Regions from separate parts of the Mus musculus genome. Here all the other regions are linked to region 1. The links are chromatin contacts, called in public Hi-C, capture Hi-C and promoter capture Hi-C maps. All regions are on one chromosome and are shown on one strand. The core of a region is the stretch at or near the end of the contact, and the rest is flanking DNA. Distances in the headings are between cores, read along the strand shown. Region 1 holds the start of Tmem67 (transmembrane protein 67). Region 2 holds the start of Runx1t1 (RUNX1 translocation partner 1). Region 3 holds the start of Plekhf2 (pleckstrin homology domain containing, family F (with FYVE domain) member 2). Region 4 holds the start of Ndufaf6 (NADH:ubiquinone oxidoreductase complex assembly factor 6).

Region 1 (2,610 bases), core at 65-2,564:
CTAAGGACTAAGTAGAGCCAGCACCTGTAGGAGTCTATGTACAACACACACGTCTTCATTCATTGTCATGAAAGCAATACAATGCAGAACACGTTTGCTCTTCACACTCCATCTTCTGACACAGTGATCCGCACTGCCTTAAGTGAGACTCTACCAGGCCTAAAGCAGGAGAGTTAACCAGTCTGAGATTCACAGCATTTTAGACTTCAGTAAATAGGAAAAGACTCATTCTGAGTAGTTAAGGGAGAACTAGACCAATCGATGCAATTAAGTCTAAAAGGACAATGTGAGCAAACAGAAGTCATCAACAATAAAAGGGACAGGTCCTAAGGGAATATGTAACCACAGATGCAAAGCCACGCGCTGGGAATGCAGAGGTAGAAAGTGAGGGAAGCCAGGTGTCCTGGCCCACGCCTTTAATCCCAGCACTCAGGAGGCAGAGGCAGGCGGATTTCTGAGTTCGAGGCCAGCCTGGCCTACAAAGTGAGAGTTCCAGGACAGCCAGGGCTACACAGAGAAACCCTGTGTCGAAAAACAAAACAAAACAAAAAACAAAAAAGAAAGTGAGGAAGAGACAAGAGTTCTCTTAGTTTCCAGTATATGTCACACAGATGTCACAACATCTCGGTTTCAGTTTCCTTTGCTTACAAAATCTGATTATAGTCACAGTTGCAAACAGCTTTAAATATCTTGAATTTGGAAGTAGAATTAATGGTCACAAGAGTTTACTAATTCACATTTCTTCCCTTGCTTTCCTGTCAGGGTACCTCACTAGACGCCTCAGGTTATTTCTTTTCTATTTCTATTCTACTTTTCTTAGGCGGCTTTCAGGTGCCATCCTAAGGATTCCCTGCCAGAGACTGACTCCGGGGAATGAGTTCCTGGAGGAGGGTAGGGTGGTGGCGCCTGGGTGACTGATCTCATTGTGTCAGCCGTATCCTCCCAGGAAACCCTTTCTTAGGTTTGATAGCTGTGCATTTTCTGAAACATTCTCCAAATAAAATGTCTGGAGTGCTGGCTGTCAGGAGTGCTTTATTTTGGTCAGAGTCCATCCACCCCCAAACCGCCTCACCTAGTGCATCCCGCCGCTGGTTGGCGCCACAGGGGGCACAGGAGAGCGCCGAGATGTCAAAGTACTGGTTGAAGTCGCAGGTCTCAGGCCGCCGGAAAGGGAAGGAGAAGATTTGTGCCCATGAGACTTCGCAGAGAACTAAGAGAAGGTAGGCGGTGCCAGTCCGGGATGAAGAACGAGATCTGACCGCCATGGCCGCCACAGGCCTTGTACGCGTCACCATGGTACCCATATCCTGGGTCCGCAGTCTCCAGCTCCCCAGCAGCCTCCTCGGTGAGTCCGCTGAGCTGATTGGACAACAGGGTTCAGAAAAAAAAAAAAAAAAAAAAAAAAAAACTCAACCTTGCGACGCCTGGTTGCTAGGTTACCACGCACGCGGGAAACAATGGATCAGACATATGCTAAATAAATTAGGGGCGGTTATTTAAAATGTATTTAAAACTCTGGGACGCAGTCAATTTACCGTGTCAGGAAATACTACTACAGCAATGGAAAATATATGGTTTTAGCACTTAAAAGTGTTTCATGAAAGTGGCAATCACACCTACATGACAGTTTACCCAGGGGATTAATTTTGACAACAAAGGAGGTGCCCTATGTTTTTACTTTTTTTGTTTGTTTTGTTCTGATTTTCGAGACAGGGTTTCTCTGTATAGTCCTGGCTGTCCTGGAACTCACTTTGTAGGCCAGGCTAGCCACGAACTCAGAAATCCCGCCTGCCTCTGCCTCTACAGTGCTGGGATTAAAGGCGTGCACCACCATGCCCGGCTTTGTTTTTACATTATTTAAAAAACACTAAGGGTAGGGATTGTTTCAAGTCCTGAGTTTGAGTTTTAGCAAAGCAATACAAACAGAAACCCTCATTGATTTTATATATAATACCTTTATGACAAAAGTCTAGGAGAAACCTTGCCTACTGAATCTTGATTTCATACTTTCTCTGTATTGTGCATAAAGCACCCTACATATACACCTCATCTCACTTGGTTTGAGAACCAAATTTGGATATACATGAATATTGCCTATTAAAGTGCACAGCCTTGCAGACTGTTAGCGCAACAATGCCTAATAAAAGCCTCATTCTCCCTTTCTCCCCTGTCCCTGGTTCTCCTCCCTCTCCCAGAGGATAACTCTATTTCCCATCCCAATAAACCCCCGACTGGAGAACTGCCACATAGTGTGATTGTTGGGAATTGTCACATACACCTAACAGCACAGTAATAAAAGGTTGAAGGGATGCTTTCTGTAATACATACTTTAGGTAAGGCAGCCCGAAGGCCTGTTGTAAATACAGCTTGCTTTTATCTGCCTATGCAACTGCCCTGTTTTTCTCAGGTTTAACAGAAATCACAGGAGAGGATGGAAAACTCTGCAGCTTTCCACTTCCAAAGCGGTTCATTATGATGAAAAGAAAAAAAAGAAACCTTTTTGATTTGTATATTTTACAATTGCCTCACATCCCCGCCCCCCAGTGGAAGTTTTCAGGGGTGGGTCAGGGGCTCACAGATTGCCTAGAAATAGAGCATGCACAAAACCAT
Region 2 (2,610 bases), core at 33-2,532, 1.7 Mb after region 1:
GCCCTCTCAGGCGAAGGGACAGGGAGGCAGTGGGTAGAGGTCAAAATCACTGCCTGTTTTCAGATGGGGTCTGTTAGTAGTTCTTGAAGGCAGCAAGGAGGGGAGAAAAATCAACCTGATGAAAGCTTATGGAAAATGTCGAATAAGCAAAGGACACATGGACCACTGCCAGAATAGCAAGAGTTAAAGGGGCCGGTCCCTCTTCATGGTCACTGAGCTGGCTGGCTGGTCAGTCCTGAGTAGAATTGTTTAGTAGAATTGTGTGTGTCTAGTGGATTGGCTGTACACTGGAAAGGTAGAGAGCCCAAGGGCTTGACCACCATGTGAGCCCTGTTGTTAAAACAAACAATCAAACACAGACCCAGAGAAGAGTTCCCAAGTGTTAAATTGTGAAGAAGAGTTTTAGAAGAGAATAATGTTTTCCTTCTGCCTGGCATCTTTGTGTGTTTAGAAACAGGCGGGCAAGGCAGGCAGGCAGGCAGGCTTGTGTTTCTCCTATGAGGCAAGGATGTTTTACAAAGGACTGAAGACACACTGCTGGGAAGGAAATAGGCAGCTTTAGATAAAGCACTGTAACAAAGGCTCCCAGTTTTATATATCATGGTGTCCATTAAAGCTTAATAGGGAAGAGTCCATTGAACCAGGCTGGGTATGTGTTATTCACAGTCAGGAGAAACATTTAAGGGTGTCTCCCCCCCCAGCCCCCCTTGCACCCCCCCCCCCAGCACCCCTTCCCAAAAAGGCATGATTGTTTAGCTTTTGAAAAGGCATTACAATGAAGAGTTTGTTTTTGTCTCCTGTGGATCTCTATGTAAAGTAGAGGAAAGTAAGCTGAAAGTGTTTGGAGCAAATCAACCTGGGAGCCCAGTGGATTGAAAGCACTGTAGTGAACTAAAAACGGTTAGATTCTGCCTCAGAAAAAAAGTGTTCTGTTTGACCCACGCTACTGGGAAGCTGGAAGTGTTCTGCTCATACTTTGTGCTGGGCGATGAACTGGCACAGCCCGGTCTTACAAGAGGTTTTTAGGTTGTTTGGGGTTTCCAGATCAATAAAAAAAGCTTTGTGGTCTGTGCCCTTGTTTGTTTTAAACCAAACTTCCCAGTAATGCCTGTTAAAATTAGAAGATGAAGGACAGCTTTCAGTGTGAGTTGGGGTCAGGTCAACATTGCCATCTTTTGGCAAAATAAGGGTTAACTTGGAGCTGGGAAGGGGTGGTGATAGTGAATGAATTATTCAGCATTTAGCTTATCTTTCTGCATTTCACTTTCTGCTTTTTGGTGCTCTGGAACTGGGGCAGGAGGAAGAGTGGAGAAAGGGAGACAGGAGTTGTGATACTTTGTACACACGTCCCTGTCATTGTTCTGCCTGAAGAGACAGGGCTGGGTTCAAGGCCACATGTGTTCCTGTCATCCTGCACATTTCTGCTCCAAGTGCAATCCGGAGTGTCAGCTCTCCATCTGTCTCTGCCTGGCAGGCGCACGCGCCCAGCACCCTGCCTCGGGCCATGCCGCCCCAGCCCCTCTGATGGCCCTCCTCTCCACCGCCCCGCACATTCCAGAACAGGAGGCATGAGCCCGCATCGCGCTCCCTCTTAACACAGAGTTGCTTTCAGTGTGTTACACGCTGGATTCCGGGATGCCTGGTGAGTGAGTCCTCTTTTCTTGCAAGGAAGGAAGCTTTACTTTCTGTAACGCGTGGAAAATGCCGACTGCACCACGACTGCTGTACTGGATGAGGGCAGGGAGAGGCTGTGGGGTGATAGAGGTGTGATTGGGAGGTGACACAAAGAAAGCTGGATTTAGGGGTGTAGGATATGGGGAGATACTCCTTTGAAACTGAGGGGAAGGAAGCCGTGGATGTTTGCCTGAGCAGTTTACACAGGGGATTAGCTCCACTGAGAAGTGTTTTCTGTTCTGGGTCTCTGGACTATCATCTGTACTTCTTTGCTGGTTATTTGCCTGTGGAGAGAGTTTTTAGATTATGGTAGAATTCTTGGAGAACGTCTTTGAAGAGCTGTTTATGTCAAAGAAAATGAAGGCAGCTTTGGCACTAGAAGGAATTTCTCGCTCTAAATCATAGTCCTTAGATGTTATCATGTAAGTAATTGAAATCGGGTCATTTAGAAGAAGTATGCTGAATTAGTGACATTCCTGTGTCCCTGGAAATTTAGTGTATGACAATTCTCCAGAAAAATATTATCTTTGGAAACTGAAGTGTTTCTGTGATTGCTGCCAGGGAAAACTGTGTTTGTGAAGCCTGCTGCAGGAGAAGGGCTGTCTCTGCTGCTCTCCAGAACTCTCTAAATTGTCCTGTGCCGAATGCAGAGCAGATAAAGGCAGGGCACACAGAGATCCTCCAGCTGGCTGGCGCATGCAGATTATTTGGGTAGGGCAGGCAGAAGAGGCCGTGCTTGGTCAGAGTTTGCACACCTCCCAGATGGTGTTTTGAAACATTATCTGCCAGCTTTCTGAAACCACAGTTGTGTGTAGGTATCGCCAGTTGTTTGAAGAGTGTTTTCCCTTTAGGATACGTCTTGGAGTCTGCTCTCCTCGTTATTGATATGTGTGCAGAAAGGACAAGTTTGCCCAGGATTGCACTTCCGTTGCTGTT
Region 3 (2,610 bases), core at 69-2,568, 1.1 Mb before region 1:
TAGCCTGGGTTAATTCTGATTTAACCTGGGTCCTCCCACCCCTTAAGCTATAAAGGTACAAAGATAGGGGCTCAAAACTCATGCACCTTTAAGGAACGAAAAGGAAAAAGAATAAAAAAAAAACTGAATCGTCAAAATCACCCTAATCTGTTTGTTGTGGTCCTGGGGTTGTTTGTTTCAGACTCAAGCTGTAGCCAAGGCTGGCCTTGAACTCGCGGCAATGCTTCTGCCCTAGCCCGCGGGAGTGCTCAGAAAACCGGCATGAGCCAACACACTGGGTTATTTCACTTAGTCTTAAGACAACACATGCCTTAACGTTTCAACTGAACGTTCAACTCTAAATGGTTCTTTAACGAGTCTCTTAGGCAACATATTAAAACATAACAAAGAAGGCATTTACCAGTTTAATGTACTTGGGAGTCTGAATTACTGCTTAGGTGTATGTAACCTGAATACTAGTCATTTCCACTGCACACTCACACAACTTACTGCTTTAATATTCGAGGACTATACAAGGCTACTCGAGCAACTTGGGGAACCAGCTCTTGGCCTTTAATAACATTAAAAAAAAAAAAAAACTAGGCAAAAGATCATAAAACTTAAAAAAAAAAAACCCTTCAAGTAGCGTGTAAGCTACCGCTCCTATCTGAGCCAATTGTACGGTGCCATTTTCATATAAAGTCATAAAATAAACTGCTGGAGTCAGAGCGTGCCCCTGACGCCCAGACCCTGCAAAGTTTTCAGACCGCACGATCTGGGGACCCGAGTCCTGCTGCCCCACAACTTCGGGGGCGACGCGAGGTCCAGTCCCCAGCCGCCGTCTATGGTCCCGGCCCTGGCCCTCCGGGCGGCGTCCCGCGGACGGGCGCGGCGGGACCCAGGCGGTTCCAGCCCGAGCGCCGGCCCGGAGGGGAGCCGCCCGAGCGCCCCGTTTCCCACAGACCCCAACATGGCGTCGGCCGCCGCCGCCCGCGCCAACCCCTCCCCGCGCCACGGCTGGCCCGGGCCCGCGGGGATAGGCGCCCGCAAAGTTTCGCTTCTCCCTCCCCAGCCCGCCGCCGCCCGGTGCGTCCCGACCCCCATGGCACCTACCCGACCCCGCGCGGGCGGCGGCGCCGAGGGTGCGAGTCCTCCTAGTCGCCGACTCCGGGCGCGGACTCCGCCTGCTCCCCGACCCCAGCCTCGCAGGGTTGCGTGGGGCCCCGCGAGGCCGGCGCGATCCGGACGCGGCGGGCGCAGCCGCTCGCAGGTGACTTCACCGCCCCTCCAGTCGAACCCGACAACGGCCGCTCCGGCTGGCTTCCCTCCTGCGCGCGCACCGGCGCGCCCCCGCCCAAGCGCCAAACACGGGCACGAGCACACCCGCCCTGCCCTTTCTTCCCGGCTCCCTCGCCCCGCCCATCGCCTTGCCCCGCCCCTCCATCCCCACGCGACCGCACGGGGGGCGGGCTCTTCAGCGGAGGCCACACCCACTCGGGGGCCTCCCCCGGCGGGGTTGGGGAACGCGCGCCTCTGCAGAGGTGACGCGCGTCTGAGCCAGCTGAGGCTGGACTGGGTCGCCTGACCTGACTTTCCTGACTCGGGCTAGCCTTCGGAAAGGGCTCTTAAGCAGTCCGCGAAGTTCTCTGGAAGAATGGGCGGAAGCTGCCTCCACGCCTCCCGCCCTAAGGAACAGGAAAGGCTTTGCTTCTCGCCACCCAACCGCGTCTGCCAACCCCGCCCGGCTCGGCCATTCAGCCGAACACCTGCTGTCGCTTTCTCCCAAGCCAGGGGTCTGCGCTTACCGCACCCATGACCCGCAGGCTCCTGTGTAACCTTATGCCGAAGAACTCCGCTCTTTTCAAAACTTCCCCTCGGCCAACTGCTTCGCGTACCTAGAACTCGGTGCTACCATGACGCTGGGTTAGAAGAGCGTTTACTAGGCGCTGCGGAGAGATAGCAGAGGCATCTAGGCTGGCTGGCTGGGAAAAGCACACCGTTTAAACAGGAAAGGGGTAGAAATTGGGTTATTATTAAAGTTTTATTCAGGAATTTTCTTTTTAGCCTCCTGTTGAGCAGTTCTCAACCTGCGGATCACAGGAGTCGCCTAAGACCATCGGAGAACATATTTTGCATTATGATTCATAACAGCAAAATTACAGTTATGAAGTAGTAACAAATAATTATATGGTGGAGACCACCGCAATAGGAGGAGCTATATTAAAGCATTAAGAAGATTGAGAGCTGCCGGGCGGTGTTGGACACGCCTTTAATCCCAGCACTTGGGAGGCAGAGGCAGGCGGAATCCTGAGTTCAAGGCCAGCCTGGTCTACAGAGAAACTCTGTCTCGAAAAACAAGAAGAAGAAGAGGAAGAGGAAGAAGAATGTCTGTGAAACAAATACAGTTGTTTTAAATTAGTATCCAGAACAAAACTGGCAAAGGAGATCAGTTGTCGTAATAGGGATAGTTACAGGATTTCAATCGTATACACACACAATCTTTATGTGTGCTAGACTAAGCACACTCTAAAATCTTTTTAAATTTTAAGATTAGGAACTGCTGTGTTTCTAGTGTCATCAATAAAAATGTTGCTCTTCGAATGCCTTTAATCCCAGCACTCGGGAGGCAGA
Region 4 (2,610 bases), core at 35-2,534, 1.0 Mb before region 1:
CGACACTTGAGAGGCAGAGACCAGAAGGAGTTCCAGGCCAGCCTGGTCTACAGGGTCAACCACAGCTACATAAAAACCCTGTCTCAAAACAAACAAAAACCATACCGGATAACTGCTGTTAGCAGGGAGGGCAAAATGCAGGGGCGGTGTGGGTGGATGTAATTAAGCCATAGATTATTCATAGGGCTCAATTCCCATCAGGCCCAACCCCCACACATGTCTACAGAGGAAATCCCAGATGTCTTTCCTGACACCAGGTGAACAAAACACAAGTCATGAGGCTGTTCTTGTAAATCTCTGGCAAATCCCTTGTTCCCTTGAAATTATTAAACTTCATCTTAAAAATTGTATTTATTTTTATGTGTATGAGTGTTTGCGTACACATATGTCTATACACTGCTTACCTGGTGCTCAAGAAGGCCAGAAGAGAGCATTAGATCTCGTGTCGGGGCTGGGAATCAAACCTGAGCCTGTTCTCTTAACCGCTAACCCATTTCTCCAGCTCTTAATGCTCTAACTCTTAAACTCCCTTGATGGGAATCACAACTTGAAAGGAGAATTAAATAAGCTGCTTTGGACTTTACTTTTGTAAACAAAATTTTAGCTTTGAGGTTGCTTTGTAGTTAAATCTAAACCTCTGGCCAGTACCTCCTAAGAAGATGCGTCAAAAGTGAGTGTGCCAACTTTTGTGAGATGTGTTTATCCAAAGCACGCTGGGCAAGCACCCTACCAATGGACCTAAAAATGCGCAGGCCCCGTGAATTACTTTTAATAGTGCAGCACACAGAGCCCAAAGCCAGTTAACGGTGTTAAAGTCACTAGCTGTCCATGAATAAAAAGTGCTATGCATGCAAAGGTTGTAGGGTCCATTAACGTTAGGGTTCAGGCAGAGGATGTGCTGAGCCACGTGAACAGGCCTGCGGTCTCCTTCTCCAAGCACGGGCACAGAGCCCAGCAGAACGCAGGACCCGGAGGACGCAGCCCCAGGCTCGGGGTTCAGCGCTCTGCGTTCCACAGGCTCTGGGCTCTCGGGGATGTCCCCCGGGCGCGGCCACTCACCTCAGCAGCTCCAGGCAGTAGAGGTGGGAACCGGGGATGCCTGGCCCGCTGGCCGCCGCCACGCTGCGCCGGACCGCCGAGGGCCCCGGCAGGCGCCGCACACGTTCCCACGCATCCCGAGGCGGCTGGCGATGGAACAGGTTAGCCAAACCGAATGGCCTTGGGCCGCGGACAGAACCCAGCATGGAGGTCGCCATGACACCCGCTTCGGGTGCCCTCCGACCCTGAGGCCACGCCCCCCGGAAAGTGGCCACGCCCCCGGCAGATCTCTGCAACTCCGCAAAGGAAGGACGCCACTCAGACCAGAGCCAGGTGTCGCTATAATCCTGCACATTGGTGACTTGGTTGTCCTCTCCAGCGTCCACTCCCACAGAACCCCAGAACGCCAAAAGGGATGGGTGCCTGCTTTTTAAAGAAGCGACTGACGTTACATCCTGTCACCCCAGAGACCCCCATCCTCTCTTGATCCTCTTCAAGGGCGCTATTGACACTTGTAACCGCACTGCTGGAAGCTTGTTGTACCTGAATGCCCACTATTCACCCACACACATTCCCAGAGACCTCCCAGCATAGCCCTGAACAGGTACACTGATTAGCCACTCTACCTCCAAGAGAAAAACACAAAGATGCTTGAGAGATGCACCAGGTTATGCCTCCATTATCAACCACTAAGGATAAAGGGGAAGGAGAGGAAGGGGGAGAGAGACAGAGACAAAATTTAATTTCTTTCCTTTTGCTTTCTTTTCCTTTTCCTTTTCTTTTTGTTTGTTTTTTGTTTCTTTTGTTTTTCGAGACAGGGTTCCTCTGTGTAGCCCTGGCTGACCTGGAACTCACTTTGTAGACCAGGCTGGCCTCGAACTCAAAATCCGCATGCCTCTGCCTCCTGAGTGCTGGGATTAAAGGCGAGCGCCACCACGCCCGGCTCCTTTTTCTTTTTTAACAGTAACAATATATCATTTGCTGTTAGTTGTCTCTCACAACACTCTAAAAGCCCAAGAGCATGGAGTCATTTGTTTCCTGCTTTAACCCATTGACAGTCCCTCGATGTTGTAAAATCTGACTTGCCTCTGTCATCTGTAACGCCAGCACTAAGAAGGCTGAGACAGGAAGTGTTGAGTGTTCAAAGTCAGCCTACACTACACAGTGAGGTTGAAGCAAGACAAAAAGAGGAAGTTGTGAACCTGAGATAGAAAAGTAGCCTCTCAGCCAGGAATCAGGCCAAAGCCTTTTGCCTGTGGAGAATTTAGAATTCCAGTATAAGGCTAGAGAGATGGGTCAGTCAGTAAAATGGTAAGATAGTACCAGATGAGGTGAAGGAGCTCAGAAGACAAAAAGGAGGCTCAGAGGGGCAGGAGACAAAAGAGGGTAATGGGAGGCAAATGTTGAAATACATTATGTACATGCCATAATGTGCTAATTTAAATACTTAAATACAACAGTTTAAAATACAATAAAATGATACTATACTACAAATGATATGTTGTTACCAACTATTATTAATTGAATAGTCTATAGGTATAGTGGCATGCACATATAATGCCAGCATTTGAG

The links. A called contact is a pair of places that touch in the nucleus more often than the background predicts. Capture Hi-C pulls out chosen DNA fragments and counts their contacts.
Region 2: a capture Hi-C map of embryonic tail shows a contact between it and region 1, with 6 times the contacts expected there. The contact joins the promoter of Runx1t1 here to the promoter of Tmem67 in region 1. A contact is called at or near these places in 1 of 39 promoter capture datasets (frontonasal cranial neural crest), 4 of 115 datasets of contacts at active chromatin or transcription factors (astrocytes, differentiating embryonic stem cells, embryonic midbrain and 1 more) and 1 of 9 other capture datasets (embryonic tail).
Region 3: a contact with region 1 is called in a Hi-C map of B cells, with 9 read pairs. The contact joins the promoter of Plekhf2 here to the promoter of Tmem67 in region 1. A contact is called at or near these places in 2 of 39 promoter capture datasets (hippocampal neurons and pre-B cells), 1 of 484 Hi-C or Micro-C datasets (B cells) and 1 of 9 other capture datasets (liver).
Region 4: a contact with region 1 is called in a promoter capture Hi-C map of liver, with 2.2 times the contacts expected there. The contact joins the promoter of Ndufaf6 here to the promoter of Tmem67 in region 1. A contact is called at or near these places in 2 of 39 promoter capture datasets (hippocampal neurons and pre-B cells), 1 of 115 datasets of contacts at active chromatin or transcription factors (bone marrow-derived macrophages) and 1 of 9 other capture datasets (liver).

Annotation. Positions count from the first base shown.
Region 1 is chr4:12,086,643-12,089,252 of GRCm38.p6, forward strand. Tmem67 (transmembrane protein 67) reads right to left here and starts at 1,315. Exons shown (of 28, transcript NM_177861.5): 1 at 1,073-1,315. The coding sequence starts at 1,295.
Region 2 is chr4:13,783,500-13,786,109 of GRCm38.p6, forward strand. It overlaps Runx1t1 (RUNX1 translocation partner 1), which reads left to right and starts at 1,283. Exons shown (of 11, transcript NM_009822.3): 1 at 1,283-1,642. The coding sequence starts at 1,636.
Region 3 is chr4:11,006,301-11,008,910 of GRCm38.p6, forward strand. Plekhf2 (pleckstrin homology domain containing, family F (with FYVE domain) member 2) reads right to left here and starts at 1,319. Exons shown (of 2, transcript NM_175175.4): 1 at 1,093-1,319.
Region 4 is chr4:11,074,921-11,077,530 of GRCm38.p6, forward strand. It overlaps Ndufaf6 (NADH:ubiquinone oxidoreductase complex assembly factor 6), which reads right to left and starts at 1,285. Exons shown (of 9, transcript NM_001085493.2): 1 at 1,060-1,285. The coding sequence starts at 1,256.